3 separate regions of the Mus musculus genome follow, and all the other regions are linked to region 1. A link is a contact called in public HiChIP or PLAC-seq and promoter capture Hi-C data. All regions are on one chromosome and are shown on one strand. The core of a region is the stretch at or near the end of the contact, and the rest is flanking DNA. Distances in the headings are between cores, read along the strand shown.

The links. Promoter capture Hi-C pulls out the DNA fragments that hold promoters and counts their contacts. HiChIP or PLAC-seq counts read pairs in DNA pulled down with a chosen protein or histone mark.
Region 2: a contact with region 1 is called in an H3K27ac HiChIP or PLAC-seq map of thymic regulatory T cells, with 10 times the contacts expected there. The contact joins the promoter of Tmem161a here to the promoter of Slc35e1 in region 1. A contact is called at or near these places in 1 of 115 datasets of contacts at active chromatin or transcription factors (thymic regulatory T cells) and 1 of 9 other capture datasets (liver).
Region 3: a contact with region 1 is called in a promoter capture Hi-C map of pre-B cells, with 3 times the contacts expected there. The contact joins the promoter of Slc25a42 here to the promoter of Slc35e1 in region 1. A contact is called at or near these places in 1 of 39 promoter capture datasets (pre-B cells) and 1 of 115 datasets of contacts at active chromatin or transcription factors (thymic regulatory T cells).

What each region holds. Positions count from the first base shown.
Region 1 is chr8:72,491,162-72,493,948 of GRCm38.p6, forward strand. It overlaps Slc35e1 (solute carrier family 35, member E1), which reads right to left and starts at 1,453. Exons shown (of 6, transcript NM_177766.3): 1 at 1,005-1,453; 2 at 681-751. The coding sequence starts at 1,425.
Region 2 is chr8:70,171,037-70,173,823 of GRCm38.p6, forward strand. It overlaps Tmem161a (transmembrane protein 161A), which reads left to right and starts at 1,372. Exons shown (of 12, transcript NM_145597.4): 1 at 1,372-1,404. The coding sequence starts at 1,402.
Region 3 is chr8:70,210,841-70,213,627 of GRCm38.p6, forward strand. Slc25a42 (solute carrier family 25, member 42) reads right to left here and starts at 1,441. Exons shown (of 8, transcript NM_001007570.2): 1 at 1,388-1,441.

The DNA.
Region 1 (2,787 bases), core at 203-2,702:
CTCCTGCCTCTGCCTCTCAAGTGCTGGGAAGACAGACCCATGGCACCATGCCAGGCTTTGTAAAGTTTTAGTTTCTACAAACTGGCTAGATTCTGCCACGGTCAAACTCCTTTGGCCTACTCACATCAGATCCAGACAACCCCTACCAACCATTCTGTCTAGTGACAGAAAAACTAGGACATGATAGTTTGTAAGTTCGTCAGGACCAGGCCTGACAACTTGAATCTGATCCCAGGTATCCACAAGGTGAAAACTGTCCTCTGACTTCCATACACGTGGCAATGCACAACACACACACATAAATAAACATTAGAAAATAAAATAAGAGAAGGAAAACTTGTCCCAACTTAATTTGTTGGTGACTTGCTAAAATGGAACCAAAGACATCACCTACCACCAATCCCAGAGTCGGAATCATAACAGAAAAGAACAGTGGACGCCAGAGGGATGTGGCGCTCAGGGACAACAAGCAAGAGATTATGTGGTGATATCGCCCCATTCACACACACATCTGCTGTCTGAAAGGTGAGTGCGGGATGCTAGGTGCTAGCCACAGGACAAGGCTGACACCTTGACTTCCTTATTTGACAGGAAGCAGGAGGATGCCACGGTCCAACCACGTCATCAACCTGGTCAGCTACTGGGAATCCCGCCTAGCCCAGGGCTTCTGCCAGAGTTACCTTGGTGCTCTGTTTCTCCTTCATGATGATCCGGGACAGGAGGACCACCCAGATGGGCATGGTGGCCTTGACTGCAAGAGAGGAAAAGGCACTCAGTGGGCAGTCCTGGCAACCTGCACACCCGACCCTGAACCTTCCTTCTGTAAGGCTTCCTCTCGATCCCAATAGCTGGAGTCAATTCTGCTAGGCGCTCGGTAAACTCCTCAGACCTTTTCCAACGTGAGAATCCGACGCACCTTGGCGGCGTCTCAGTCAGACGGCCCGCGCACTCGTACCCACACTTCGAAGCCCCAGACAGCGCGCAAAGCCCGCCTCAGCACTTACCGGTGTGCGCGTAGGAGACCGGCACCTTCCAGATGCTGACGTGCGCCGACACCGACGCGAAGTACTTGCCAAAGGCAAGCGGCAGTACGTAACGCGGATAGAAGCGCGGCGGCAGCAGCGGGCCGGACGCCGGATGCGGGCCGGGTCCGGGGCCCGACACGGGTGGCGCGGGCGGCACGCGCCAGGCGCGCAGCAGCGGCGGCAGCCCCGCGCACAGCGCTAGGATGTGGCACAGCGACACGGTGACCGGGAACGGGAAGGCGCTCAAAATCACCTTGTTGACCACGTTACCGCCCGCGCTCAGCGCGTACCATAGTAGACACAGCACCGCCACCCGCGCACCCTCGCGCGCCCCGCCGCCGCCACCCGCGCCCGGGACCCCTGCGCCCGCGCCGGGACCCGCGGTTGCCGCCGCCGCCATCCTGCCCGAGCGGCCGCCCCTTCCCGCCGGACGACCGCCGGACGCGGGCAGGGGGCGGGACAGCCCTGGAGGGCGCGCCGGCAGACGCCGCTCACCATTGGCCCCTGGCCCTTGCGTCATCGCCGCTCGCCATTGGCCACCGCCCCATACGTCATCGTCGCGCGTCCGCCGACGCGCCCGTACACGTCGTCGGCGAGGGCCCTACCCTCACTTAAACGCTTTCCGGGAGGGGGCGGGGCTAAGCCCGGAAGGCGGGCCGTAGGGCCCGCGGGTGGGTTAAGCGCGTTACGTTCTCTCCGGTGACTGGCAGGACTCCGTGGGAGGTGCCGGGCGACGCGGGCCCGCCCACTTGAGGCTGTGGAAGCCGCGTGCCTGGGGCGTAGACAGGGCTTAGATCTTTTAGAAGAAAAGAAACCGATTGCGGTAAATCCTCTGGACTACGCCGGGTCCTCGGAAGCTGTGCGGTAGGTGTCAATTTCCCCTCACAGACCAACCGAGAGAAATCCAGGGTTAAGTGTCTCCTGCGACAGTGTCTTAAGAGCTCAGCTGACCGGTACGATGCTGGGCAAAACCACGAAGGCAGGACTAGACTTACAAAACTCGATTCCCAAGATCGTGTGCTTTTAAGTGAGGGAGAATAGTTGTTCGCGCTCCTTAAAATGTGTTCATTTATGGAGGCGGGCACGAGCGTGTGTATACACATATTGAGGTCAGACGAGTTGAGTCTTTTGTCTCTTTTCTACCATGTGCATCCAGGAAAAGAAACTAACTCTGGCAGCAAGCGTTTATTTGCTGAGCCATCTCGCCAACCTCAATATTCTCCTTTACAGCGTCTCCTTGAATGCCAGGGTGTCTTTCTACCTCACCTATGTTTTGGTTTGCTTTTCTCTGTGTAACAGATTCCTGGCTGTCATGGACTCGATTTGTAGATTAGGCTAGCTTCGAACTCAGAGATTTGCCTGCCTCCGCCTCCTGAGCACCATGCGTAGCTACTCACCCGTTCTTCAAGGTAGACTGTGTTGTACCCTGGGGTTTGCTGGATACTCATCACACATGTGGCAGTCCTTGTGGATCTGAGTAGAAAATGGCCTGGTCCCTCCCAAAGCAGGAGTTTAAGAATATGGTGATAGGACGCTGGGCTTTGTACCCTAAGGCCTTTGTCACAAACTAAATACAAGAGGAATTAGGATCTTTGGACAGAGCAGTGTCAGATGGCCCCACTGATGTGTTTTGGTTGCTTTTATTTCATATTGGATTTGGCCCTGGCAACTCTGGAAGCTTTTTCATTTCACAACAGGTACATGTACTCAGGGCAACCCAGCTGTGGTTTCACCTCCTCAAATGGCCCTGTAATGGGGAGTG
Region 2 (2,787 bases), core at 122-2,621, 2.3 Mb before region 1:
GTTCCTTCCTGGTTTTTACTTTATTTTATTTCTAGACAGGGTTTATCTGTTAGCTCTGGCTGTCCTGGAACTCACTTTGTAGATCAGGCTGGCCTCGAACTCAGAAATCCACCTGCCTCTGCCTCCCGAGTGCTGGGATTAAAAGCATGCGCCACCACGTTCGGCCCTGGTTTTTATTTTTTTTTCCTGTTTTTTGTTTTGTTTTTGAGACAGTCTTAAAATATGAAGCACTAGTGGCTTCAGTCTGGCTACACAGCCTAGGCTGTCATTAGTCTTAAAACATGCTCCTGTCTTAGCTCTCTAAGAGAGAGGACAGCTATGCGATCCACTATGCCGGGCTGTCTAGTGAGGAGGGTGTGGCTCAGAGAGTGACGTGCACACACACAGACATCCAGGCTACTGTCTGAACTGGGGTGATGGTGTAGTGAGCTGGGGAGGTCGCTCATACAACACAGGTCTTACGTTTGCATGGTGAGCTCCATCCGTGGTGAGTGAGAACACTGACCGGGCATGGTGAGACACATCTGTTACTTGAGCATTTTACAGCAGGATCAGAACCTCAAGGTCATCCTTGTCTACATAGAGAAGTTCAGACCCTACTAAAACCAAACAGGGTTAGCAAGCCTGTTCAGCCGGTTGAGGCTTTTTCTGTGAAGTCTGAGTTTGATCCCCTGGGGTCCACATGATAGCGAGAGAATTGACTCTAGCAAGGTATCCAATGTCCTCCCACACACAAAGTAAGAACTCCTCCCCCCCCCCCCCCCACGTCCAAGTAAAAACAAAACTAGAAAGCTAGAAAGTTGGTTAGTTGACTAGGAGCAAGTATTGCTTTTGTAGGGAACCCAAGTTCAGTCTAAGCCCTCTTCTCAACCAATAAACAACCACATGTATCTTTAGGGTCAAAGGATCTGGCCTTCTCCTCTGGACTCCAAGGACTGCAGCTACGTGCAAAATACAAAAAACCCCACAAGATACAGATACATACTAGAAAATAAAACCAACCGGGTAGTGGTGGCACAGGCTTTCTTTAATCCCCAGTACTTTGAGGCCAGCGTGGTCTACAGAGTGAATTTCAGGACAGACCAGCAGAAGTTACATAGGTACTCTGTCACACGCACACGCACACACACACACACGGCACACACACGACACACACCACACACACGGCAAGGGCAAAAAGAGAAAGAAAAGAAAAAAGAAGGAAAAGCCAGCAGACGAAACGACCTCATGCTCCAGCTAAAACTACAGTTCCCAGCATGCATTGCGCACACCCATCCCATTCTTAGCCCGATGACTGACTTCCCAGGATGCTCGTCAACAGCATTCTGTCTCTAATTGGCCAAGATACCTCAGCGCTTCCCCGCCTCCAGCCTCGTACCGCTGTGCGCCCAGGGAGCGGACATGGTGAGCAGGCCCTCTGGGATCCCCGGGGTGGAGAACGGCCTAACTGAGCTGAGAGGGTTCCCCAAACCGCGCGGGCTATTTGGAAGTGTCGTGTAGTCAGTGGTGCTGGACGCGTTGGGAGGTGAAGCTAGGGCTCTGGACTGGAGTGAGGGAGCTGGGATTGCAGCTATCTTTGCTTTCTGACAGGGTCCCATGTAGCCCAAGTTGTACTAGAACTTATTCGTAGCCTATGGGGACCTCGGACTTCTGATTCTCCTGGCTCTGGAGTGCTGAGATGTCAAACTTGTGCCACTATTCACGGCTTTCTGTTTGTCTTTTAAAATCTTTTTTTATTTTTCATTATTTTATTTATTTAAGTATGAATGTTTTGTATGTATGTCTGTCTACCGTGTGTGTGTGTGTGTGTGTGTGTGTGTGTGTGTGTGTGTGTGTGTGTGTGTGTGTGTGTGTGTGTGTGCTGTTCTTAGAGGCCAGAGAAGACATGTAGGATTCCCTGAGAGTGGAGTTAGAAAGGGCTGTGAGCTGCCAAATGGATGCTGGGAATTGAACCTGTGACCTCTGGAAGAGCAATCAGTACTCTTAAGCCCTGAGCTATCTCTCTAGCGTCCCAGTCCTTTTATTTTTTTCTATTTACCCATTAAAAATTATTTACAAAGGGTCTTACTTGTTGGTGTTGATGGGCAGTGATGGCAAATGCCTTTAATCTTAGCACTTGGGAGGCAGAGGCAGGTGAATCTCTGTGAGTTCGAAGCCCGCCTGGTCTACAGAGTGAGTTCTAGGACAGCCAGGGCTACACAGAGAAACCCTGTCTCAAAAAAATCCAAGCAAAATTGTACACCAGTACACCTGGCTGACAGATTTTTATATTGATCTGTATTTCATGTTAATTGGGTATGAAAGCAGAATGCAGGCAGGCAGCTCTAGTGGCACACAGTGTATATAATTAGATAATTACAGAAATGAGTGCTGTGTCGGCGGGAGCCTGACTTAGCTTCCTTCTGAAAGATTTGTGGAGCTGTGCTCTGAACTCTTCCTGGGATGGAGAGCTGGCGTCTATCATTTGGTAGAGTGCTTACCTAGCATGGACGGGGCTCCACCCCTGCACTGCACAAACTGGGTGTGGGTACACGCTATCACCCTAGCACTCAGGAAGTGGGGACAGGAGGACCAGCAGTTCAGGGTCACCTTCAGCTGTGTTCTGAGATCCAGACCAGCCTGGGCTATAGGAAATCAACCTATCTCTGGCCTTCCCTTCTTTCCTTGGTTTCTTTCTTCTTTCTTTCTGTCTTGTGTTTGTTTGTTTGTTTGTTTGTTTTGTTTTGTTTTATTTTGTTTGTTTTTTTTTTCAGATATTGTTTCTTTGTGTAGCCCTGGCTGTCCTAG
Region 3 (2,787 bases), core at 191-2,690, 2.3 Mb before region 1:
GGGGGCCAGGCAGAGCCTGCTGCAGCGTTTGAGGGCTTCAGACTTCTGGTTGGTGAACTGGGATGCTCTGAGCATCAGGCTGAGGAGATTATTCTAAGTCCAGAAATGACTCAAAAGCTGTCCAGCCCTGAGATTTTTGTTTGTTATTGGTCTTTGAGACAGGGCCTCTGAGTAGCCCAGGCTGGACATGAACTCCAGATCCCCCTGCTGAGATGATAAGTGTGTACCCCCACACCTGGTTTCTCTGGTGCTAGGAATGGAACCCCCAACTTCAAACAAGCACTCTACCAACTCCACTCCCGTCTATGCACTGTTTGCTCATTAGTTTTCTTTCCTTTCTTTTTGTGAAACAAGGTCTTAAACAGACCAGGCTACTCAAATTCACTGTGTGTAGCCAAGGTAACCTTGAACTTCTGATCCTACCTCTACCTGTTCAGTGCACAGATGACTCATAACATCATGCTGTGTCAAGAAGTGATTTTATATGCATATACATATACATATTGTGGTGTGTGTGTGTGTGTGTGTGTGTGTGTGTGTATTTACGTGTGTGCCACAGAGCCCATGTAGAGATCAGAGGACAACTTTTGGCAGTTCCCAAAAACTCAGTTTGCTGAGCCATCTCACCTGACCTCAAGCACTCTTTATAAAAGTTCAAGGACAACCTGGGTTACAGTGCAAGACTTTGACTCCAAAACTAATCAATAAATAAATACAATAAAATGAAATGCTAGAAATAAATTTAAAAGCCCTGTTAAAGCAATAACAGACCAGGTGGTACCCCACACTTTTAATCCTGGCACTTGGGAGGCAGGGGCAGGGAGATCTCTGTGAGTTCCAGACCAGCTGGCTCTACACAGTGAAACACGGTTTCCAAAACCAAGCCACCACTCGCACTACACGGGGGACGAAAATAAAAAATTTAAAACCACAAGTTAGGTGGACTTTGCTTTGGGAGTGAAGCGATGGTTGCGCGACAGGGACGGGGAGAGGCACGCAGGTGCACGTGTGTAGCAGCCGCGTCCGGGTGGCACCCGAAGCTTGCACCCGAAGCGTCCACCCGGGTTCCAAAGGAAGGACACGCAGCGGGCTGAGGAAGATCAGGTCTGCGAGGCACGCATGTTGGGTGCGTAAGCGGCCACCTTGGCCTCACAGGGGTTGTCACTCTCAGGGCAGCTCGGTGTGAAATTAGGGTTCGGCCTGGCCGTGGGGACCCCGAGGACGCGCGAAACACAGGGTGTGTGAGGGGATCTGTCACCTCTCCACGCTCGCGACACTGCTGTCACAACGAAACGGCCCCATGCCGCGCTTCCTCCCAGCCCGGGCCGCGAGAACCCCGCCACCCCGCGTCGCCCCTTGGCGCCTGCACTCCTTGGGTCGCGCTCACCTGCCCGGACGCGTCGCCGCTGCTGCCGCTACTGCCTCAGCCGCCTCAGCCGCTGCAGCCCCGCCTCGCGCGGGCCCTAAGCTCGAGGCCGGGAGGGGCCCAGGCCCTGCCGCCATTGGTCACGCCCTGTCCAATCAGCGCTGGAGACGGCAAGAATTGGTAAGCATGGCACAGACGGGCATCCTTTTTAACCAATCGCTAAAGGAAGGGGCGAGGCTACATGGAGGGGCGGCCCTGGTTCTTCTGAGCGTTCTACACCGGGTACAAGGCGGAGAGGCCTGGTGGGGGGCGTTCAAGAATTGGAACCCGCAGAAAATGGGCAGAGCTTCCGGCCAATTGCCAAGGGGTATAGGCGGAGCTAAGAGGAAAGGCGGCTCTTGGTTTCTGAGAATTCGGGGCACAAGGAGACAGAAGCGAGGATTGGATTCTGCAGAAAACAAGCAACGCTTTGGGCCAATAACTGAAGGGAGGGGGCGGGGCCTGGAAACAGCCCTCTTAGCCAATCGCTGAAGAGCAAGGTCAGCGCTCTGAGTAAGCTGGCGCGCTGGGCAAGGGCGAAGCTCGAGGATCGGAGGGTGTAGCCCGGAGGGCAACGATGATTGACTGCGACACTAAAGATGTACAGGTCCTGGGACCAATCGCAGAAGCTGTAGGCGGTGCATCTTCCAGGGGTGGGCGCGCTAGGTACAGACCATAACTATCTTGTCTGCCCTGGATGATCTAGTATGTTCCGCGCAGACTCCTCAGGTTCCCATGGCGCTCAGAAGCTTTACTCTTTCCTGAATTTAGACTTTGACAGTTGAAACACTCTTGGTTAATTCTCAGCCCGTCCCTCCTTTACTGTTCCCCTGCCGATGATACAAAGGGCAGAAACTCAGATCACTCAGCCTTCCTCTGCTACTTGAGTTCATGTGCAAAACATGGGAAGCAAAAGTGCAATCCTGCTGACGTGATCTGACTTTCAGAAAGTGACGTCTCTGGGTCCAAGCTTTATCCTTTACGAGATCTTATGACATCCCTGTGTTTGTGGTAACTGGTGAATTAACCAAACAATAAATACAACCACATGTCAAAGGGAACACAGAGAGGTCAAGCTCTTTGACCAAGGTTACAGAGCACTTTAGCTGTTCAATTTGTATATTGAAGCTCTGAACCCCCTCAGAAAGGGTAGTAAGACAGTGGGGAACGGAGTGACCTGAGTTACTCAGTCTGCTCAAGCCTTGGACAGAGCAATCCTTAGGTTCAATCTTGCCTCCCTGACCCCTTTGTGGAAACAGAAGGAGCCAGCAAGATGGCTCAATGGGTAAATGTTAATCCTACAGATTCAAGGAGAAAGACCACCGACCCAAATCATGGCCAAGAAAATTAAAGCAAGCAATTAATTAAAGCAAGCTTGTGTA